Regions from separate parts of the Hordeum vulgare genome. Here region 2 is linked to region 1. A link is a contact called in public Hi-C data. All regions are on one chromosome and are shown on one strand. Each heading gives the region's core, a stretch centred on a gene start, on an enhancer-like site or on the middle of the called end of the contact. The rest is flanking DNA. Distances are from core to core; before and after follow the strand shown.

The links. A called contact is a pair of places that touch in the nucleus more often than the background predicts.
Region 2: a contact with region 1 is called in a Hi-C map of leaf, with 4 times the contacts expected there. The contact joins two enhancer-like sites. A contact is called at or near these places in 2 of 6 Hi-C or Micro-C datasets (leaf and seedling).

The regions. Positions count from the first base shown.
Region 1 is chr6H:474,930,308-474,935,523 of MorexV3_pseudomolecules_assembly, forward strand. No RefSeq gene overlaps it. Among protein-coding and RNA genes, the nearest start is that of LOC123405501, 350 kb to the right of the region's middle. Within about 2 kb of position 1,469, at least 2 of the 3 cell types and tissues checked have open chromatin away from gene starts, as enhancers often do. A contact at or near this core is called in leaf, where this site is marked.
Region 2 is chr6H:475,712,121-475,717,260 of MorexV3_pseudomolecules_assembly, forward strand. No RefSeq gene overlaps it. Among protein-coding and RNA genes, the nearest start is that of LOC123403917, 16 kb to the right of the region's middle. Within about 2 kb of position 3,376, at least 2 of the 3 cell types and tissues checked have open chromatin away from gene starts, as enhancers often do. A contact at or near this core is called in leaf, where this site is marked.

The DNA.
Region 1 (5,216 bases), core at 219-2,718:
CTTGAGCCAGCCCACGAATAGGATTCGCCTGCTTTTCGGTTCGCTGCTGCTTCCTTCGTTGTTCTCTGCGTTTTTTTAGTTTTTCTTTTGTGGAGTTTTTCTTTCAGTTACATGTTTTGTGCGATTTTCAGTAGATTTGTTCTGATTATTTTTTGTCTACTTTTCCGTTCGTTTTTTTATTTCATGTAACTTTTCTGTTTTTCATGTGTGTTATATGTAAAGTTTACGACATACTAAAAATTGTTTATTGTATTTTAGGAAAATGCTCACCTTATATTATAAAAAGTTCAATGTACATTCTAAAAATGTTCAACGTATATCACAAAACAAAATGTTCAGTGTATATGGAAAATTGTTCATCATATATCTGCTCGCCAACAAATGGGCCGGCCCGTTGAGATCATGCATCTGATCGAAACCTTTGTCTGCTTGACACTAACGAGCGTCAGCTAGGACGCATTTCCTATTTGGCATCACAGGCGCAAGTTAACGTGTATAATTGTTAATTGGCGTCTGTGGCATTCGAATTGCACCGGGCCATATAGGTGTTTGTGACTTTTTTCTTCGAAAATTGTATGAATTTTTTTGAATAAGATGATTTTTTTTAATTTCAACGAATGTTTTTTCAGATTGATGAACTTTTTTGAATATTGATGAACTTTTTTGGAAATTTGATGAACATTATTCTGAAAATGGATGAACCTTTTAAATGTTTATGAACCTTTTTTTTAGATCAGTGATCTTTTAAAAAAATACATTGACTAGTTTTAAATTTTCAGTGAAATTAGTTTCCACGTGACTAACTTTTCTCAAAATTATTGTACCTTTTTTAAAGATATGAAAAAAAAAATCAAATGAAAAAATCTTTATTGTAATCTGTAAATCATTTTGATTTTATATTGTTTTCGTAACAAAGAAAATTAAAAAGAAAAAAAAACTGGACACAACTCTAGTGTGGGCGCCCGTTAATGATCCAGCGCCTGCAGCGCTGCTAGTATGTGGGGCTATTTTAAATTTGATTTTCTTGAACAAAGGTCAATTTTGAGAAAAGGTCATCAAGTTGAAAAAAGATTTCATTGAAAATGAAAAAAAGTTCATCCAACTTCGGAAAAGTTCAATCAATATTTAAAAAGTTCAATAAATTTCAAAATGTTCATAAAAATTTAAGATAAGTTCATGCATTTTTTTCTAACTTCGTTGAATTGTAAAAAAGTTGATAATTGTTTTCAAAGTCCATCCATTTTCAAAAGATGTTCATCAAATTTAAAAAATGTTCTTCAATATTAAAAACAGTTCATCAATCTTCAAAAGTGTTTCTTGAAATTTAAAAACAGTTCGTCGATATTCAAATAAGTTTATAGAAGTTTTTTTTAAATGTCACAAGCGCTTGCATGGACCAGTCCAGTTAGAGCACCACAGATGCGAGTTAATAATAATGTACGTTAACTGCTGCCGGTGGCGCGAAATAGGAAATGACGCGAGTAATCGCTGGAGGAAGGACCTAGATGTCCCGACCACCAGCACGGCAGGTCATAACCTCATGTTTTCGTTTTTTTAATATTTTCTGTTTATCTACCTTTGTTTAGAATTTCAAATATTCCAAATGTACGGACTCTAAAATTATTCTATTAAAACATTTCGAAAAGGTTGAAAAATTATTTGAAATTTTTGAGCAAGTATTTGCATACTATTGAATAGGTATTTGAAACAATATTGATCATGTATATAAAAAAATAATCATCATTTGAAAACAAATGTTGAACTTGTATTTGAAAAATTGTTGAACAAGTGTTTTAACAATGTTGAATAAGTACTAGAAAATGTTAAATAGGTTTTCGTAAAATGTTGAATAAGTGCTTGAACAATGTTGAACGTGTATACCGAAAATGCTGATCACTTTATTTTGACATATACGACAATGTAGAGTGAAGCTTTTTGCCTTGCGTTGTAGCGACGGGGCTAGCCCAGTTATATCTCGTTTTTCCCCCTTGATCTTCGCCCGCCCACCCGGTGGGTTGGTTCGTTCCATGTGTTTTTCATTCTCTTTGCTTTTTCACTGCTTTTTATTTATTTTCTGTTTTCTTAGCATCTTCCACGGTTTTCTTCCTTTCTTTCCCGGTTTCTAGTGATTTGTTTTTTTTTGCTTCTGTAGGTTTAAATTGATTTTTTTGCTTCTCTTTCCTTCTTCGGTTTTATTTCTTTCTTTCTTGAATTTCATTAATTTTCTTTGTTTTTAAATTTTTTAAATTCTTTTTTACATTTGTTTTTAATTTTGTTTTTCCGTTAATTTTTTTTGTTTTCTTCTGGTTCTATTCTCCAGTTCTCATGTGCGTTAACAACATTTTATTTTGACACACATTTAATATTTGTTTAAATATGGTCAACATTTTTACACATATTTCGAAATGATTTATTAACATTTTCATATACAAGATTAACAATGTTTGAATATAGAGTCAGTACATTTTCTATACACCCTTTGAAAAAATGTCAAATGCTTCATTAAGATTATCCAAGTACAAGATTAGTATTTATAATAAATATTTAACATTTTTGCGAGCACATTTAACATTTTTGAAGTTCTCGATTAATATATTGATATGCATTATTAAAAAATTTAACACATGATTAACATTTTCTAAACATAAATAACATTTCTTAAATGATTAATTATTATTTTTTCAAATATTCTTTAAACCTTTTTTCAAATGCTTGATTACTACTTTATAAAAATTATGATAAAAATTGCATTATATTTTCAATACATATTCAACATTTCTTTTATACACATTTACCATTTTTTAAATACTTGTTCAACCTTTTTTCAAATGCTTGATTGATACTTTTATATACATGATCTCAGTTTTCTCATCATTTTTTAATACATGGTCAGAATTGTTTTATACACATTTAACATTTTTTAATGCTTGCTTACCCTTTTTCCATAGTTTCTTCATCTTTTTTAAAATGCTTGATTAATTGTTTCATATATACATGATCAAATTGTATCATACATATTTTACATTTTTATACATTTTTCATTTACCTGATGAACATTTTCTCTATACACATTCGACATTTTCATATGCTTGGTCAACATTCAACATTTATACATATTTTCCAAGGTATAAACAAAAGTAAGACAAGAAAGCAAAAATGAAAAGAGGACCGTGAAAAAACCCTAAACACCAGGCTATTGTTTTTTGTGCACCTTTGTCGGCACAACTCGCGGCACCCAAACCTTCAGCGAGGATTCCCTAAATCGCACTAGATGCAAGAAACATGGTCACTCGCCCGTATCCTTTTGACTAAATGGCCCCTCAAGGATCTTATGTCGCCCACTAACCCCCGAAAACACTTATTTCGTCGCTTCACCCCCTCCTTTCGTGCCTTGCCGTTAGACATGTAATATACACGTTAGCACGCCTTCCTATTTGACGCCTTTGATCGTCCCCGATGACCAACCACCACCGTGACAAACACACAGCACATCCACTCGGTTGGCGTGATAGAGCCGGACGAGACGCGTTTCTATGCCACACCTTCTTTTGTGTTAATGAGGCAGACTGATATATCCAACTACTGGTTGGTATCGTAGATGCATCCAACCAACATATTGGATAGTTTGGTGTGGCATGGACACACTCATCTATTTGGTGCAATACACTCTTGTGGGCCGTAGCTGCACGTCGTCGCGTGTGCTCACTAGGCGCTTAACTGCAAACAGAAAACTTGCAAGGCTTGACTTAAAATTTTAGATGGCCTGGATCTCCATTACTCTGTGACTATTGTGTGAGTATCCCGTGGCATTTGCTTCCTCCTATTTAGCCTTCTAAACCTTTTTTCGTGAGACCATTTAGCATTACTCATCGCCTTGCTACCCGCTGCCCCTCGTTCCCCTATTCCCTGCAGCCATGCATCCTCGTCTTCCCGATCACCGCATGCATGTGCCTTCGCCGTGTAGGATTCAATCTCGATAGCCGACAAGCCAAATATGTCCCCAAAGCCATGAAAGGAGTTTATTCATGAGTACATGGACGAACTTGAGTGGCGATTTCATTCAAAGATGGTCAGAAAGTAGGCTGTTAGTGCCAACCCCCATGTAGGGAGGATCCAACAATCCTTGTGATCATGTAAATAGTCCCGGCGCACCATACATACCATTCGATGGTTTCAAATTGGTAAGATCTATCTAGTTCTGGTGGTTACTATTTTTGATTATGCATGTAGTAGCACTGTTTAAATCCTAGGTTCGGAGAGAGTGTGGATTCATGTTGGGGTTTGAGAAATATGTACCAATCTTGTTATATTTGTTCTGATAAAAAATATATACGGATCTCACATTAAGATTTCAAATTGGTACTATCCGGGTTTTTTTAACATTCAGTCAGGTCTTATTTGATATATTTTGATTGCATAGATGGCTTATCCATGTTGTTGTAGTTATCACTCTGTATTTAGATCGGTCATTAGGCAATTCTGTGGCACATGTAGTTCTGAATTGAATGTACTTTATGTGTCCTTAGATTGGTGATTCAGCAAGCGTCAGCCTTGCTATGGTGAATCTGGATATGTTGCTCTTGTCGACAATGTCCCGAAGGATAATACTGAGCATGTGCTACATGTGCGCATTCTCGCGAAGCACCAAGCGAGAATGACAAGTAAGTTTGAAAAGGAGCAAAGGCGAGCATCAAGTTTGCTGGCTGGACGCGTGCCGCTCATAGAGGAGGATTGGGAGAATGCGGAGGGTGCATCTAACAGCTCCGACAGTGAGCAGTTAATGCTGGAGCCATATTGCCCTGTTGATTGATACCTCTGTAGTAATAATGGTGATCACCGCAAGGGGAAGTAATAAGGGGAAGGGGGGCACTGTCATTGTCATGGACAACAAGGACCAGCTCTCCATGGACCTATCATTGCTGCTAAATCAGATAGTACGATAGTCGAAGTTGCACAAGCATAGCAATGCGTCAATGGATAAGTTGACCCCTATAATCGACGAACTTGTGGATGACAAGGCGAAGCTCACAATCGAGTGCGGCGACTTGATGGAGGAATCTCTCGCTCTTCTGAAGCAACATTGTGAGGACATGAAAGAGCTCATCGCCACTCGCCTCGAGAAAGCCAATGACATGGGCGCAATAACGGAGTTGGTAGAAGAGACACGAAAGGAGATGAAGGTTGTGGAGGTGATAAAGAAAGAAATAGAGGAACTC
Region 2 (5,140 bases), core at 2,126-4,625, 780 kb after region 1:
GTTAGCATCATATAGGTTGTTCACCTAGTTGCATTTCTAGACAACCTAGTTGTTATTAAACCTAATTTGTTTAAAGAAAAGTTTAAAATTTGTTAGTTGCCTGTTCACCTCCCTCTAGTCAACCGTATCGATCCTTTTAGTAGGCAAACGGCCACGGCAGCGAGCTCCGCAAGAGGGCAGAGGAGAGGCGCGGTGGCGACGCGGCACGGGGTTTGGTAGCGAGAGTGCCGGAGAATTATGAAAATGTGTTTCAGGAAAAGGAAAGGGTGGTTTTGTCTGTGGGGGGATACTGAACGTAGGTAGTGGACGGGTCTACCTATTGTGGTCAGAAGGAACTGCCCGCCACTGCCAGGGCATGTAGGTGTGGCGGGCACTACGACGCACCCGCCACAGGTGAGTTGTAAAAAACATAAAAAGAGATTGTACGTGTGGCAGGCAGCTGAAAATACTCGCCACTGCTTCTGCACAACTTGTGGCGGGCTCTCTTTACACCCGTCACGGCTAACTTTTCAAAGTAGCTATGGCGGGTGACCCGTCCCACGTGCCACTAATTTGTGATCACCTATAAGCCCTTTCCCATTAGTGATGTGTCAGTTCAGAGATGACTCCTTCTCAGTCCACATATGGTACAGATCGCTAACATCACAAAAAACATCACTAGTTTGATCCGTCTAAAAACAACAAGCCACCGCTACATCATTGCAAAATGTGGACTATTTGTCACATGTACAAACTTCACTACCAAATTAATCCGCCCACACAATAATTTCACATCTACAAAAATTAGACACAAGTAGCAAACAATAACTCTAATGGATTATTAGCTCCAAAACTATTATTTACACCTTCAAAAATCCTGCCATGATGGCTTAAAACTTGCCAAAAAATACACACAAATAAGAATCACAACATGTGCAAGGTGAAGAGGACGGAACCCTAGCTATGGATCCCCAGCATCAACTATTTTCTTTCACACCTACTCTACAACAAAGGTAACCTAGCTTCTCTGCATCCACACCCCTAGCGCCAGATCTCCCAAAACTCCCAAACCCTAAACGAACAACACAAATCACCGAACAAATCGACCGATTTTACCACGCCTACACAACTATAATCAAGGAGAAGTGTGAGGAAAATATGGAGAACGAATAGATCAGCATACATTTCCCCGAGAACAACATATCACATTTTTACTTACTGATGAAACCATGAAAGTATGGACACAACATTCTCCATCGAACCAACAATGAAATCAAATAGCAGAAAGAAAGAAACTAAATGAAGATGAAGCTTTGCCCCTCTCACTGGCAAGTGGCAAGCAAGATGGACCTCTCAACAAAGATGGTGACCACAGAAACAACAACCTGCCCGAGGTTATCCATTATACGCATGTACATCCTCCAACTCATAATGGATAATAAACTAACTCGTGGATTATCAAGATGACACCACATCAAGAATTTGCAGAAAACTCTACTCCGAGCTACGACTTGTACAAACATTTCGGAGTTGATTAACCAATAACAATGTATAAACAAGATCTCTAGGCACTTCCAATGCAATGAATTCATCCCTCCATTAACCTCAATTCAGTGTATCCTGCCTCTACTCATTTAAATTGGTGGAGCCCTAAGAAGACAGCAAGCAAGGTCAAAGACACCATGAAGATAACCTAGTTGTTGTGCATCCACACCCCTAGTGCAAGATCTTCCAAAACTCCCAATCCATAAACAAACCCCTAGTCGTCGATCCCACACCACAAGCTTATTTGTATCACTCCTACTGGACGAACGGAAATACCCTACCTACTGCGGATCCACACCACAAGCTTATTTTATCACACCTAGCGCCACATTTCACAAAACTCCCAAAACCTAGACGAATGACACAAATAACCCAAGAAATCGATCGATTTGACCACGCCTACACAACTATAATCGAGCAGAAGTGTGAGTAAAAGCTGGAGAACGAATAGATCGGCATACCTCTCCCCGAGATCAATCCCTTCGCCACGAACTCTACAGAGGAAAATCGACGAGGGGAACAAGAACTCAGCGACCACACAGACACGAAACTTCCACGGTAACCCTCACCTTCACAACCGGGAGCAGTCACCGCAGCTGCGGCTCTACGGGAAGAGAGGACAAAAGGTAGTAAATTGCAAAGAAGAACCACAATTGGGGCATTGGAACTAGATTGGTACCAAGATTGATAATTTTTACGGGTTAGTACCAACTTTGGGGCGATACGTTGCAAGAAGGTCTAAACCGCATATAAATACATATTAACAGTGTATCTAACCGACGGGACCCACCTGTCAGGTGCCCACGTGGCATGATTGTCACAAAAAAAACCTTGGTTTGTACGTAATCACATAAATGCATATATTTTTACGAAAAAATAATTTCTATGAGAGATTTTCTTTTCGTTCGCAATTTTTCAACACAGAATTGGACTCTTATAAAGTTTTCATCGATTGAAACAATCAAAAATGTTAAACAAAATAAGGCTTCGATACTCGAACTCGCGACCTCACCTAAAGAGGCGAGGCGTCGAACTAACACACCACGGAGCGATATGCATTACAAGATCTGCTTTATAGTGGTGTGTACATGTTGGGCCAGTTGATTCAGCCCAGCAAGGCTGCGTGCGCTGAATTACTGTTTAAAAAATTATATGTAACTATTATATTACGCAATTATTAAAAAATGCTATTTATATGTTGCGACGCTGCGGGAATCGATACAAATATTGTGTATCCTCATTATATTTTCAATATACGCAAAAGTAATAAAAATATATGCCCAACAGACATTTTTAGAAACACACAATTACTTCAAAAGTTGATGAAACATATTAAAAATATTTGTTTAGTTATCATAAATTTTATAAATCCATCAAAATTGTTCAACTTTTATAAAAAAGGTGTTTCTTAAAATGCAAAATGATTTTACACAATAATATGTAAAAATGTTCATCATATTTTAAGAAAATTGCTTATGCTTTTAGATATAACTGTATAATCAACTATTACAAAAATTTATTCTTCATATCTACATTTCTGAACATTTTTTCAAATACACATTGTCAAAACAAAAAGTTCACCATGCACTATTTAAAATGTTTATCATATATTAGAAAAATTGTTCAACATATGTTATAAAAATTGTCAATTTCCTCTTAAAATATGTTCATCATATATTACCAAAATATTATTATATTAAAAAAATGTTCAGCGTTTGTAAAAAGAACCTGGGCAAAAAACAAGCCCCATTAAAACGCGAAGCAGAAAAACAAAGCAGGCCTCGCAGCCCCAGTTACCGGCCCATATATTAATAGCTAAAAGAGACCACGCATGTGTTCTAACACCAGGGTCGACGTGGCGTGGTAGCTAGGGCGTCATGCCTCGCCTCTATACTTGGCGGGTTTTAGTCCCCTGGACGGCGGTTTTGGTTTCTTTTATTTAATTGTTCCATTCGACGAAAAAACATTCAAAAGTGTCCGATTATGTGTTTGAAAATTACGAATAAAAAAATCTTTCATAGGATCATTTTTCCTGCAAAATAAAGGACATTTATATGATTATGTATAAAGTAAAGGTTTTTTTTGCAAAAACTTGTCACGTTGGCATCTGACAAGCGGGTCCCGTCGGTCCGATATACCGTCAATACGTATTAACAACGGTTTTAGCCTATTTTGCAACGTATCGCTCCAAAATTGTTACTAACAAGTAAAAAATTACTAATCTGCTTCCAATGCCCCAATTGTACTACTTTGCAATTTACTCGAACATGAGGGAGGAGGGGAGGAGAGGAGAAATGACAGTTTGACGGAGGAGAATAGGAGAAGCGATCGAACCGGCCAGTCTAACTAGGACGGCCTTGTCGGGGAACGCCTTATGTGATTCGTCGAAGTTCGCTCGCGTAAGGCGAAAAATAGTGGGAGCTACTACCTGCCGCTTATTGCGGTAGAGAGCCCCAGCGCCGCACAAGCAGCAACCCGATTGGGCCGGTTCAGTTTTTTTTTCTATTACCTTTTTTCTTCTCTGTTTTTTTTATTTTTTTTGTTTTTCTTTACTTTCTTGTTTTCCTTTTTTTATGTGAGACAAAATCATTTTTATAACTTGAGTAAACAATTCTTAAAAAATGTGAACAAATTTGGAAGCGCGGATAATTTTTAAAACACGAACAGTTTTTTAATTTTCAGAACAAAAATTTAAAAAGGAGAACAATTTTGAAAAACCCCACACAAATTTGAAAACATGAATAAATTTTTAAAGCATGAACATTTTATTTTAAACTGAGAAATTTTTTAAAAACGTGAACAAATTTGGAAGCGCCAACAATTTTTTAAAGCACGAACATTTTTTGAATCTTGAGAAGAAAATTTTGAAAAGGAGAACAATTTTGAAAAACCATGAACAAATTTTAAAGCACAAATATTTTTAGAATTTTGAAGAACAATTTTAGAAAAATGTGAACAAATTTGGAAGCGCGAACGAGTTTTTATTGCGTAAACATTTTCATTTTGCACGCATGCATTATTGTTTTGTATGTGTGCGCTTGGTTATGCTTATTTCCTTATATAAACTCTCAAATTCATTATTTTCTAGTATATGTGTGTGGGGGAATGATATGTCTTGCACTTTGTGTCTCATTTTATCAAGACTGTATTGATGAGTAATGCTCATCCTTATCTTAGTCTTCTGAAGTGCTTTGCCATGACTAACACACATTATTTTGGTTGAGCCTATTCTTAAGTTGCTTATTTTACATGTTGCTCAGCCATTTGTTTTGTGCAAGTGATATGATTATTGTCTCATTTATCTCCTTACACTCGTTGTGTGTTTTTATTAATTTTGGGGGAGTAACGATCCTATTTTGTGCACTTGTATCAAATACAAAAATCTCTTATTAGTGCACAGATCATGGGGAGCTTCTCTAGTTTTGATGAAACACTCTGTTGCCTTTATCATAATATCTTTTATTCATGTGGTTCGAAGGACCATATGGTTGTTTGTTCCATCTGGTATCTTTTGATTGCTTGCCTCTATTTTTGTATGTCTTTGTGGCATACGATCCTTTTATTTGCAATCTTTGGGTCATCAATATAGTTTTTTTTTCCTCCAACTACTTATCAT